Regions from separate parts of the Mus musculus genome. Here region 2 is linked to region 1. Evidence: chromatin contacts called from public promoter capture Hi-C data. All regions are on one chromosome and are shown on one strand. Each heading gives the region's core, a stretch centred on a gene start, on an enhancer-like site or on the middle of the called end of the contact. The rest is flanking DNA. Distances are from core to core; before and after follow the strand shown. Region 1 holds the start of Slc35f3 (solute carrier family 35, member F3). Region 2 overlaps Slc35f3 (solute carrier family 35, member F3).

What was found. Promoter capture Hi-C pulls out the DNA fragments that hold promoters and counts their contacts.
Region 2: a promoter capture Hi-C map of hippocampal neurons shows a contact between it and region 1, with 2.0 times the contacts expected there. The contact joins the enhancer-like site here to the promoter of Slc35f3 in region 1. A contact is called at or near these places in 1 of 39 promoter capture datasets (hippocampal neurons), 4 of 484 Hi-C or Micro-C datasets (cerebral cortex, cortical neurons, forebrain and 1 more), 4 of 115 datasets of contacts at active chromatin or transcription factors (T-cell acute lymphoblastic leukemia, embryonic stem cells and intestinal villus epithelium) and 2 of 9 other capture datasets (adipose tissue and liver).

What each region holds. Positions count from the first base shown.
Region 1 is chr8:126,135,943-126,142,085 of GRCm38.p6, reverse strand. It overlaps Slc35f3 (solute carrier family 35, member F3), which reads right to left and starts at 2,961. Exons shown (of 8, transcript NM_001363500.1): 1 at 2,911-2,961; 2 at 2,343-2,572. The coding sequence starts at 2,568.
Region 2 is chr8:126,205,474-126,211,616 of GRCm38.p6, reverse strand. The region is part of intron 2 of Slc35f3 (solute carrier family 35, member F3); the gene reads right to left. Among named protein-coding and RNA genes, the nearest start is that of Slc35f3, 69 kb to the right of the region's middle. Within about 2 kb of position 3,361, at least 7 of the 459 cell types and tissues checked have an H3K27ac peak or open chromatin away from gene starts, as enhancers often do. A contact at or near this core is called in hippocampal neurons, where this site is marked.

The sequences.
Region 1 (6,143 bases), core at 1,712-4,211:
TTAAAGGAAAGCTCGGCATCCAGAGTTCTGGAGCTCCTCTGGTGAAGTGTTTCTCTTGGAAGCACTGAAGCCTGAGTCCAATCCCCAGAACCTGCATAAAAAAGCAGGGTGTGATGTCACCTGTCTGAAATCCCAGCACTGGAGAGGTGGAAACAGGGGCTTGGCGGAGACTTGCTGGCTAGTCGGCCCAGACGACTCAGCAAATTCCAGGTTTGTGTGACTTGAAGAATGACACTCAAGGTTGCCCTCTGGCCTGTGCACACAGGTATATACACACACACACACACACACGCACATACACACACATGCATGCACACACACACACACACACACACACACACACACACACACTTTACCTTGTAATCACTGTCTCGTCTAGTTGGTTGAGTTCATGAATTAGGCAACAAACTAAGCAATGGCCTGGTGGCCCAGATGGATATACCTCTGTTATTATTTTTGGATCTGGGTAGAAATGGCAAACATCAGCGCTCTGGCCTAACCCCTCTCCTGCTGCATGAATAAAACATCAGAGCCTCTAAATTTAAACTTAAAGCCAATTAATTCATCAGAATGTCACTTGTCACCTAAAGCATTTTAGTAGCGAGGAAATACCTTGGAAGAAGAAAGAATCCTCACAAGGAGAGGATAAATGGAGTGAGGATTTTGTTCACAGGGCAGCAAACACTGGAGCCTTGGTTTCTCCTAGTTATTCCTTCAGAGAAGCCTCTGAAAGATGGTGTTTATAATATTGCTGGTGTCACAAGTGACTTGTGTTCCATGTGGCCCTTCCTAGGTCTTACTACAAAGTATGTTGGAGTCTTTATAATAGAGTCTCCTTGCCCAAAAGCTGCTCACCAGCTCCCCCACAAATCACAAGCCTCAGCACAAGAGCACAGAGCCAGCCACGAAGGGAATCATAAAAATAAACCTTATCCTGACTTCGGAGCCGAGAGATGACTTCCCGAAGCCTGTAATTTACAGCGTCGTCTTCATTATAAATGCAGAGAACTGAGACACAGATCACAGAATATTTATTTTCTAACTGAAGTTTGCAAAGCAGGAAATCTGGGGGATCCCCTCCACACCCTCAGGAAAGCTAGGTTCTGAAAGGTTCCGATTCTTGCTACCCTTTGCTCAGTGGCTTTCAGTGACAGACAGCTTCCTTTTGCAATGAAAAGTCAAACCGTGTGGCAGAATCAAAGATGCGGGGTGTTCAGGGGGGATATGGGCATATCAGAAAGCTTTGTACTAGGTTACATACAATCACCACAGACCTTTAATCTCAAATCGGGCCATTGAAATCAAACACTCAAATACCATGCCCTTTATTACAAATAGCAACACAAGACCAAAGCCAACTGCTTGGACTTGAAGGTGTTAAGAATAATTCATGTAAAGACAAGCTCTTACTGGTAAATATCATCAAATTATAAAACAAATGTCTAGTGTTTCCCCTTAAGGGAAAACCAATACATTGTGTTGTAATTCCAAGCAACAAAAGGTTAAAAAATATCTTTCAGAATTATCAAGCTGTTGGTCTAGACTTTCTTACAAATGAATGAGTCATGCTTCCTTCTCAGACCCACCGAAGGAGTGAGCTGCAATCTTTTCCCAGTGTCTAACTACAGAGGCATAACTCGGGACCCTGGTAATATCTCAAACAATATCTTGAGTTTGTATTGGCAAATCTCTACCTTCCAAAGAAAACAAAATAGATGTCAGCAAGTCAGTCCTGCCTGCACAGGTAGTTTCTTCATGCCTCACCATTGCAGCCAAGGTCATCAGCTGAGGCTCAGGGTGAAGTCTGAGGTACCCCAACCTGGCCCCAAGAACTCATCTTCCGGAAACTCAAATACCTAGAAAGATCTGAACAAAATCCTCTCGCTTAGGACCCATACAATCCTAAACCAAAGAGACGGAGCTAGATCCAATGAATCTTTATCACTTCTCCTGAGAGATTAATTAAATTCCAGGCCCAAGGGCTGAGTTCTCCTGAGCTAACTGCACCAGGATCCAATGAGAAACCCACACAGACCAGTTCTCTGAAGCAGCTCTCACTGATAGACACAACAGGCTTACCCTCAGAATCACTCAGAAGTGGACACAGGTCAGGGAGGTGTCAGAGAAAATGTAACACAAAGCCCCCTCCCCCTCTCTCCCTCCCACCTCCACCTCTGCTTTCAGGACTTGAGAAACGCCTCCAGGCCTCTTCATCAAAGTTGCCTATCTGCATGTAGAAGAGAGGGTTCAGTGAACCATCCCTGTGCGCTTCCCTGGTAGCTGTGTCTCTGGCAGGGAGACCACTAGTGGGCAAGGGAATTACGGGGGAGGGGGGGTCTTACTTTTGTAGCTGGTCGCCCAGGGCTGGTAGCCATAGTAGCCTGTGATGCGCAGGATCCGCTCCTCGATGGATGTGAGTCCCACCGGTCCACTGGTGAGATCCTCCACAGAGCGAGACCATTTCAGATCCTCCTTGATCGCCTCATCCACCACCAAGTACTTGAGCTGCCGGAGCTGAGGACTGATGTCGGACAGTCTCCGCGGGCTGACGTCCGGTGACCTCCTCATGCCACTGAGGCCGCGGGAAGGCGGGATGAGTCAAGGGCAGAGAGGAGGAGATGTCAGTGAGGACTGGTGAGGACCCACGGCTACTCCCCTCGCGTTGCTTGCCATGTGCCCTGCTCCCAGGAACCTCGGCGTCGGGTCCCGCGCCCTACTCTGGGCGCCTCTGGCAACGTGAGCTAGGGCGAGTGGCCCGGAGATGCTGCTGAAACTTCCCAAGCTCCGCCACACACGACCGTCCCTCTGTCCCTCCCTCCCACCAGGAGAGCAGCAGTGCGGGTTAGGCAGGGTCGCGGATGCCCGGGGGCTACCTGCCTGCTGCCCTCCCGCGCCTGCAGCTCTACTCACACAGCAATGCTCTTGGTCCTGGAAGCGCCGCCGGGAAACTCTCGGATCCCCATGGGCGGCGGCAGCGAGTGGCCCGGGGCGCCCAGGCTGGAGCCGAGGGGAGCCGCGGCCGGAGCTCCCGGCAGCCGCCACAAAGGTCTGGACGCCCGTAGGTCGCCCGCGCCCGCTGCCCGGAGCCGGTGGCAGAACAGCGCCGCGCCCCTTGCCTGCCACCGCCGGCGCCCTAGTACTCGCGGTCACGGACGCCCAGGCTCCGGAGAGCGCGCCCGGTAGTGCGCTCCGGAGCCACCGGGACGCGAGGCTGTGGCGGCCTCGGCGCGCGTGGACCTGGCGGGGACGCGCGTTCAGATCCTCGCAGCCCGGAGTGTGCCAGGCTCCGCAAGCTCTGCAACCTTAGGGCGCGGGACCTGTCACGGTCCTGGCGTTCTGGTTTCGACACGTGAGTCTCTCGGTCTTTCCCCCCAACACCCACCCCAAACACAAACGCGCGCGCGCCACCCCAAAGAGCGCTGCTACTACGAAAGCAAACAGCAAACTAACCTGGCATTTCACAGTGCACACTAAGTGGCTTATTTAGAATAGGTGGCAATTGATTTGCTGGATCAAGCCCAGTCCTCAGCTCACACAGCTCAAGGAAAAGGGCACTAACTGCTTCAGTGCCCTCTACAGAGACTGTCGTCCTACCTAGCTTCCGATCAGTTTTTGTGTCTTGTTCCTAAGCCATTCTAGACCTCCAAATCACCCTCCATACTGCTCTTCTGCACTGAGCGCAAAGTCAGAAAATACGCAGATATATAAGAGAAGAAAAATAGCCTTATCACGTCCCGAAAGGTTACTATGAATTATAGCTAGATTCTATTCCAACATTTTTCTGAGTGTGAGATACATTTCCCCCAAGAGATCAAACCGCCTGCGCTACTTTATGTATTACTTTAGGAAAAGATATATTGTTCCTCCGAGAACTGGGAATAGAATAGAACTCACTTCCTCAACTTGCTGAACTTGCTGAAACCTGCTGCAAACAGGTAAGAAACTCCAGTTTTCCTGCTGGGAGACAACCTAGGGCTTCCTACCTTTGCTGTGCCTCTACAACATCTTACCGGCAGTCCTAGACAATTAAATTACACAAGAAAGGGAAGACGATGGCTGCTACATAGGAAGAAGTGAAAGAAAAAATGAAGTTGTCTTCCTAGATGACAGCCAAGCAGATCTGGAAAGTCTCAGAGCTGACCAAAACAAAAAACAAAAAAACTTCGGAATTAATAACTGTGATGTCAATCTTGATTGTCTGTCGATTTGATGTTAGAATTACCATGGAAACAAACCTTTGGGCATGTCTATGAGGGAGTTTTCAGATATGGGCAGCATCATTCCATGGGCTGGGTCCTGGCCTGATTAAAAAGGAGAAAATGAGCTGAGCATTTGTGTTCATCTTTCTCTGCTTCCTGTCTGTGGATACCTCGTGACCAGCTGCTTTTGTCTGTGGATACCATGTGACCAGCTGCTTCTGTCTGTTGACACTATGTGCCCGATGCCCTGTGGCTACCTCGTGACCAGCTGCCTCAGGCTCCCTCCACCAGGTCTTTTTTTTTTTTTTTTTTTTTTTTTTTTTTTTTTTTTTTACCACAATGGACTGAGTGTATTTTTAAACTGTGATCCAAAATAAATCCTTCTTCCTTGAGTTGCTTTTGTCTCGTATTTTGCCATAGTTACATGAAGTAACACAATAACTGGTGTTTTAAAAGGCTGAAAGATTCAAGGATAATGTACAAAACTTAACCACTTTCCTATCTGTCTACAATGGACAACTGGAATTTGAAACAAAAACAAAAACACAGTACTGTTTACAGGATCCTAAAAGTGTGGCTAATTACAAAATCAAGTGAAAGAAATGAAATTCAAATTGAACGCATTGTTAGTAACCAAGGTATCTTTGAACCTCAATGTATACATATTCTTGTCTCAAGACTCTGCCTTGGGTTTCTGGGTCAGTGATGGAAAGGACCAGGTGGCAGCTCCATCTGGGTTCCTTGGCACTTTGTTCATCTTTTAGTGACTTCAGGGTTGGGACCAAGACAGTGACAGCCAGACATTCCAGGAGCATCCGGTGTCAGAAACAATTATAGTCATTACCTGAAGGAGGTCAGGAGTTTAACATTTTCTATTCATAATAAATCTCAATGATTACACTCATCTGCGTGAACACAGTTTTGTGAGTCAGACTAATCAATGCCATTGCCTAACAGGGAAGATAATCTGCATATATTATAGATTTCTACAGCCTTTTAAAAACAAAGATTATTTATTGTAATTTTATATGTGTGTTTGCCTACATGCGTGTAAATGCACAACATGCATGCAGGGCCCATGGATGTCAGAAGAAGGCCTCAGATCCTTTGTGGTTGGAGTGACAGACACTTGTCAGTTGCCATGTGGGCCCTGGGTATATAACCCAGGCCATCCATAAGAGCAGCAAACCACTGGCCATTGAAGCCATCACTTTAATACTCTATAGCTATTCTTCATACCAGTTAATAGAACTTTAACTCATAAGCTTTAAAACATGACTTTATTGGGATATGATCTTTTTCAGCATGAGAATGACTATTTTTTTTCTGGAAATGTCCAGGTGCCCCTGAAATGTTCAGAATATTTAGATACATGTCCATTTTAAAATTGAACTAAGTAAACATTTACTGAGGGCAGGGCCTGTGATGGGCTCTGGGAAGGAGACCAGAAACACTAATGAAGCAAATGTTTTCTCTCCTTGCTAAGCCTGCTGAACAATAAACATGTAAGTGAAGGCTTGTCACTGACCAATGACCACTGAAGGCTTGTCACTGACCAATGACCACTGAAGGCTTGTCACTGACCAATGACCCTTGCACTGCCTTGATCCTGGCACAGAGTCTCTAGAAGCCCAGCAGTTGTTTCCAAGTCACTACCTGTTACAGTAAATAATACTTGGGGGTTTCTACCCCACCTTAGACCCTTTGGTTTCCAAATAAAAGACGCAAAGCCTTTATCTTTATCATAAGCCTTAAAGCACTAGAGCTGGGCAGATATCAGTTCTCTGTGCTATTTTGTTTACTTCCCTATCAATAACCCAGAGATATCACTTGCCATGTCTCTCCAGGCCACTCCTACTCCAACAGGCCAGCCCTCATGGATGTGTGCTCATGATCCACCTACCCCATGGTGACTTCTTCCTTCTTCCTCTTTCTCTCCCGTAG
Region 2 (6,143 bases), core at 2,112-4,611, 69 kb before region 1:
ATGAAGACACATCCTATAGTTCAAGGTGAATAAGAACTTGGGAACACATGATCATCTCACTATGAAGGCCAAGGTAAAATAAGTCACACTAGGCTCCTGTTCTCCAAGTCTAACTGCAAGTCAGGAAGGGATTGTGTTAAAGACAGGTCTTCTGAGGGGCCCTACAGCAAGAGCAGTGGCCTCAGAGAACACTGTTCATTTGTCTTCCTTTTAAGCCTGTCCACTTGTGATCCATCTACCTAAGGATGCACCCATTGCTACAACTGACAGAAATCCCATGGGTATTCACACTGTGTCTGTATATTATACACACAATGAGACCTGAGGCTCATAGGCATTATCTAGAACAGTGCGCGCGCGCACACACACACACACACACACACACACACACACACACACAGAGCAGGACCTGAGATTCACAGGACTCATCTAGAACAGCAGACATTATCATAATCTTTTCCCAAGTGAGCTGCAACAACACAGCTTCCATCTGAAAACGAAGAGTTTTATTAAACAAAACAAAACAAAACAAAACAAAACAAAAAAAAACCCAAACAGACTTGGGGTTAGGGGAGTATTTGCACGTGTAATTGTAAATACAGCATTTGTAAATATAGATTATAAATAGCCATGCCATTCTCTTTACAATCTGATCATATGGATGAATTCTGAGCTGGCTAGTGTTTTGTCAACTTGATACAAGCTAGAGTCATCAGGGACCTCAACTGAGAAAACGCCTCCATCCAATTGGCCGATAGGCATGTCTGTGGAGGTGTTTTCTTGATTAACGATTGATGTTGGAAGTCCCAGTCTACTGTGGGCACCGCAGTCCCTGGGGCTGGTGGTCCTGTGTTGCATAAGAAAGCAGGCTGAGCAAGCCACGGAGAGGCAAGACAGTAAGGAGCGTTCCCCCACGGCCTCTGCCTCAGTTCCTGCCTCTAGGTTCTGCCTTGGTTCCCCTCCGTGATGAACTGTGATCAGGATATGTAAGCCAAATAAAGCATCAAGTTGGTCATGGTCTTTATCACAGAACTAGAAACAAACTAAGGTATGTGAAGAAATAATAAATATTTATGCATAGATAAATATTCATATAAATTATCTGTAAATAGCTGACAGATATAATAAATGATAAGAAGATAGAAGTTGTCTGAGCGAGAAGCAGACAGCCAGGGTTGAGACAGAGATTTTAGTATGAGCTCAAATTCTATTTTTTCTCCCTGGTCCTAGCCTCTTCTACACTTGGGCTGAGTGCAGGAGCCTGGGCTCTGAGGCAGGCATGGGGTGGGGCATATTTTTTCTGACAAAAAACCACCGCCGTGGCTGGTTCTGATCCTCAGCTTGAGAGACCGCAAGCAGCAAGAAGATAAAGTTCCCCCATTGACGTGTTTGTGAGGTGCTTCTAGGGCAGACTCACGGGAAGAGAGGACCTGCCCTGACTGCGGGCACAGCAGCCAACAGGCTGTGGGGAGGATGGAAAGGAGGAAGCCCTCACCACCTCCACCTCCTCTGTTTCTGCCCTGTCACACTCCTCTCTGCGTACAGAGTCCACCGTCCCCGACTCCTACAAAGGAGGGTGTGTACTCTGGTGGCAGGCATGGGTGGGTGGGGGATCAGAGGGTGCATGGGAAGGCATCACCCCTTCCTATACAACCCCACTCTCTTCTCTGCCATTATGTGGGCAACAGGGTATGTCTGGGTCCACACTGGTCTTCCCCTACCAGATCTGGTCCCCAGGCCATGGTTTTCTGCATGGTGCCTTACCTAGCAGCCATCTTAGAACTTGTGCTGACCAGTGGAAACTGACTGTTTAATTAAAACAGAGTATCATGAAGGTCTGCTGAGTGTGTTGGCAGGATGTGATTTCTGCCCAGTGCTATGAACATCAAAGTGTAGAAATTCAATGAAGCTTGGGTAAATGGCAGAAATAACTATGGCCCTCCTAAAGTAGCCAAATGCCTTGTCATGCACAAATGGATGAACCCGAATCCCACTGTCTCTACCTGCTATCCAGCAAAACCATCCCAATTGTGAGATAGGTACCCCTCCCCACTTTGATGTGTACACCAGGCATTTTGTCAGCCATGGAAGCTGACCAAAACAGCCTGCAGCCACCAGTGATCTGCGCAGAGGAAACTGAGCACTGTATACTCGGAGGATTGTATGAACGCAAGGATATCACAGTACATACCACTAGATCCCGTCTTCAAAATGATTCTTTCCCTCGGTAAATGGAAAGCTTACAAAAATGAAGATTGTAAGTAATCTCAAGGTGGTACAGCTTTAATTAAGCATAAAAAGTTTACATAGGATATGTGGAAGGACAACCTCATGGAGATTCCTCCTGTCATAAAGCCCTACAGTGTTGCACCATAATTTCAATAACCTTGTGGATGCCAGAAGCTAAAGCCAACCTCCCATACCTATATTGACTGGGTGGCGAGTATTCCTCCTGGTGGCCTGGCTGGTGATTGCCATGATTAATGGTTATATACACGGTGCCTGTCTTTGATGAATGGAAAATATAAGGTTAGTAGTCACTAGCCACTTAAGAAAGCCAGTTGATCAGGCCTTGGGAAAACTCTTGCATAATTTTGTCTTGCAGAAGGTGAATGTGGAACCAGCCAGTGCCAGCAAAACTGGGTGCGTGTATCTGGAGGCTAAGGACTCTGTTCAAACTCCAACAGCTGAATCTTCCTTTGCCCCAGCTGTCAGCCTCCTTCTGAACCTCCCTGCTCATATACCCATCCTTTGGATGTCACAAGCTCTTGTGATTTCCAGCATCAGTGAGGACTTCATTAAGTCTGTTCTGATGTGCTCTGCGTGGAGCAATGTCTCCTAAGGTCATCAGCTCTGTCTCCTTGTTGGAACCCTATTTGTAAGAACATTCTGCCTTTCAGGACACACTTGCAGAGAAGGACACCTGTTCTCAATCAGCTTCCTGCAAAAAGACACTGGACGGAAGTTCTTTCCAAAATCCAATGTCTCCATGGTTACGCCTCCGCATGCCTCCAGAGAACTCATTTCGCCATATCAGTCTCTAGTCTCTGGGATCCTTCGGCAACTGTTCAGGGCTCTTTAAAGAATGAAATGGATCTTTAAAGAATGAAGGTTGAAATGCCTTTGTTCAGTGCAAGGGCAAGCCAAGGATCAGTGCAGGGAGGTTGAGTTTGACAGCTGCCGAGCAAGGACTGCTGGGGACCCACGTTCAGTTTCTGAAGCCATTTCTCAGCCTGCGATCCTGGGCTCTGATTCTTGTTAGAAGCAGGAGAACAATTCACAAGAAAGTTCTACAGCATGGAGAGAATTGCTGCTAATTATGATCTTCTCCACCGAGTGCCTGAGAGTGATGGAAAAAGAACACAGGCAGGCTCTTGCTAACCCAGTTAGAAACCGGGAGATCTTAGCTCCCCGGGGAGAAAGGAAGGACAAGGAGGGAGAGGAGGATAAGACAAAGAAGGGTGAAAAGATAGCAGCAATGGACAGGAAAGGAGAGGAGAGGGAAAGAGAGGAGAGGAGGGGAGGGGAGGGGAGGGGAGGGGAGGGGAGGGGAGGGGAGGGGAGGGGAGGGGAGGGGAGGGGAGGGGAGAGGAGAGGAGAGGAGAGGAGAGGAGAGGAGAGGAGAGGAGAGGAGAGGAGAGGAGAGGAGAGGAGAGGAGAGGAGAGGAGAGGGAAAGAAAGGAAGGCAGCATTCTCTCTCAGTTGAGAATCCATACTTGAGACTATTTTATTTCTATTTTTATCCCCGTGTTATGTCTGTGTGAGCATGCATGTGCACTGTCTAAGGAAGCCAGAAGAGGGCATCTGATCCCCTGGAGTTGGAGTTATAAGCAGTTGTGCGCCTCCTGGTATGGGTGCTAGGGACTGAACTCCAAACCCCAGTCCTCAGCAAGAGCACAAGGTACTCTTAGCTGCTGAGCCGTCTCTCATTCAGCTTTGCTTTCAAGAAGCATTAGGACTTTACAATTGCCAGCCTGCACCGCAGCTGAGTTAGATTTCTCAATATGGACAGCCGTTCTGTTACGCTGGAGATAGGAACACGGCCTGCTAGGGAAGCCACCCAAGGATCAATGTGTAAGAACCTCAGAGGAACAAGAAATCTCTGGAGGTCAACAGATGACAAAGGAGAAGCCAAAACACTAGGAGTGAGCCACGACCACAACTCCAGCAGAGTTTGAAATCCCTGAGGTGATGAGGATGGGGGCACCTCCTGAACTGGGGGACCACACAGGTAAGATGATGCATAAGAGTGTTTGTGTGTGGCTTCATGGTGGCCACTGCTACATTGTGTCCTCAGCCCTGGAGTCCTGGCTCAGGATTGTCATACTGAGTGTGTAAATTACGGCTGGACATTTTGGGGGCAATAAACTGTGGACTATGTGATAAGTCCACAGGCTCTGGAGGGGAACAGTCAGCCCACAGGTGACTCGATGCTGAGCATATAGGGAACACACATTTTCTGAGGCTTGACTTTTGAGTGAGTGTGTCTATGGGTGGGTCGGGGTACATGTGTGTGAAGAGGTGTGTGTATATGTATGTCCATGGGTGTAGAAGACAGAGGATAACCCTAGGCCTCAGGTGTTTCTCAAACATCATTTGTCTCTCGACAGCTTGGCCAAGTAGAGCAGTCTGTGGGCCAGCAAACCGCAAGGGTCCTCCTGCTTCTGCCTCCCTAGTGATGGGCTTCTATGTCCATGCCACCATACCTGGCTTTTTAACAAGAGTTCTAAGAATTGAAATCAGGTATTTGTTTTTACAAGGCAAACACTTTCCCGAGTAAGCCATTCTCCAGCCTCATTTCGTTTTCTAATTACATGCTGACCACCATAGATTCTGGGTCTGAAACTGTCTGGGGAGGGGAGGGAGGGATTGGGATGGTCGATTTTGTCTGATGACCTGGCTGGGCTCTGGGGCCCAAGCACTTGCTCAGACAGTTCAGAGGCTGTAGATGTGATTCACACCGGAGTGAAGCAGACTGTCCTCTTTAATGTGGACGAGCTTCATCTCATGATCTGAAGGCATAGGAGACAGTACAGGGTAGTAAGCTAGGAGCTAAGCACCCTCAAAGACAGCAGGGGCTCTCCTGCCAGAAAGGTTTCTATTAGACCTGGCTGCAGTAGATCTTTTGCTTATGGATTTGGTTCTGGCAGACTCGAGTGTTCTCTGGGCTAGGTAGAGCTTGATCCATCAAGGATGTGTACAGGTGGGTGATCAGGTTGGGATAGTAAGATAGACAAAAGGTAGTTTTACCCTCTGAAAAATGTTCAAACGTTAAGCTGTTATTTCTTTCTCTAGCTGTATGTGGGTGTTTCTGTGGGTATACATATGCATATAGGTGTGTGTATGTTTGCGTACATTAACCTTGGGAATCATTACCCAAAAGCCAACTGTTTATCTTGATTTTTGAGACAGGTTTCTCATTGGCCTGGAGCTCACAGAGTAGGCTGGTTGGCTGGCTCTGCCCAGGACTCAAAGCACAAGCTGTCATAGGTGGCTTTTCCTGTGAGTTCTGGGGAAATGGCACCCTTCATACCTATGTGGTAAACACTTTGCCCACTGAGCCATCTCCCCAGGCTTCAAGCCTAACCAAAACAAGTGGTGGTGGACTCCTATCTAGAGAGGGCTGGGTGCAATCTGTGCACCCCACCAAGGAACGTGTATTACAGAAGGAAAAACAGACACTGAATGAAATTTCTAAGTGCTAGAGATTTAGCCAGGCAAATGCTCCATCACTGACCTGGTTCCTGGGAGACCAAGAGGTTAGTTGTGTCAAGGAATCAACAGGTAGCATAAAGTGATCTTTAAAACGTTGTTTAAAGGGGAGGTGGGAGTGGGTGGGGGAGCACCCTCATAGAAGCAGGGGGAGGGAGGATGTGATAGGGTGTTTCCGGGAGGGAGGGAAACCAGGAAAGGGGATAACATTTGAAATGCAAATAAGGAAAATATCCAATAAAAAGAAAAAAAAAAGACCCCATCATTAAAAAAAAAAATGTTGTTTAAAGACCTTGGAGGGTTTTTTTGTTTTGTTTTGTTTCACTTTTCTCCTTCAATTCTTTGAATCGAAGCTAAGAAAATACTTAATTTCTTGCTTAGGACTTTTCCCTTGGAGTGCTCTTAAATAGTCCTTTTAATCTAAGGATTAT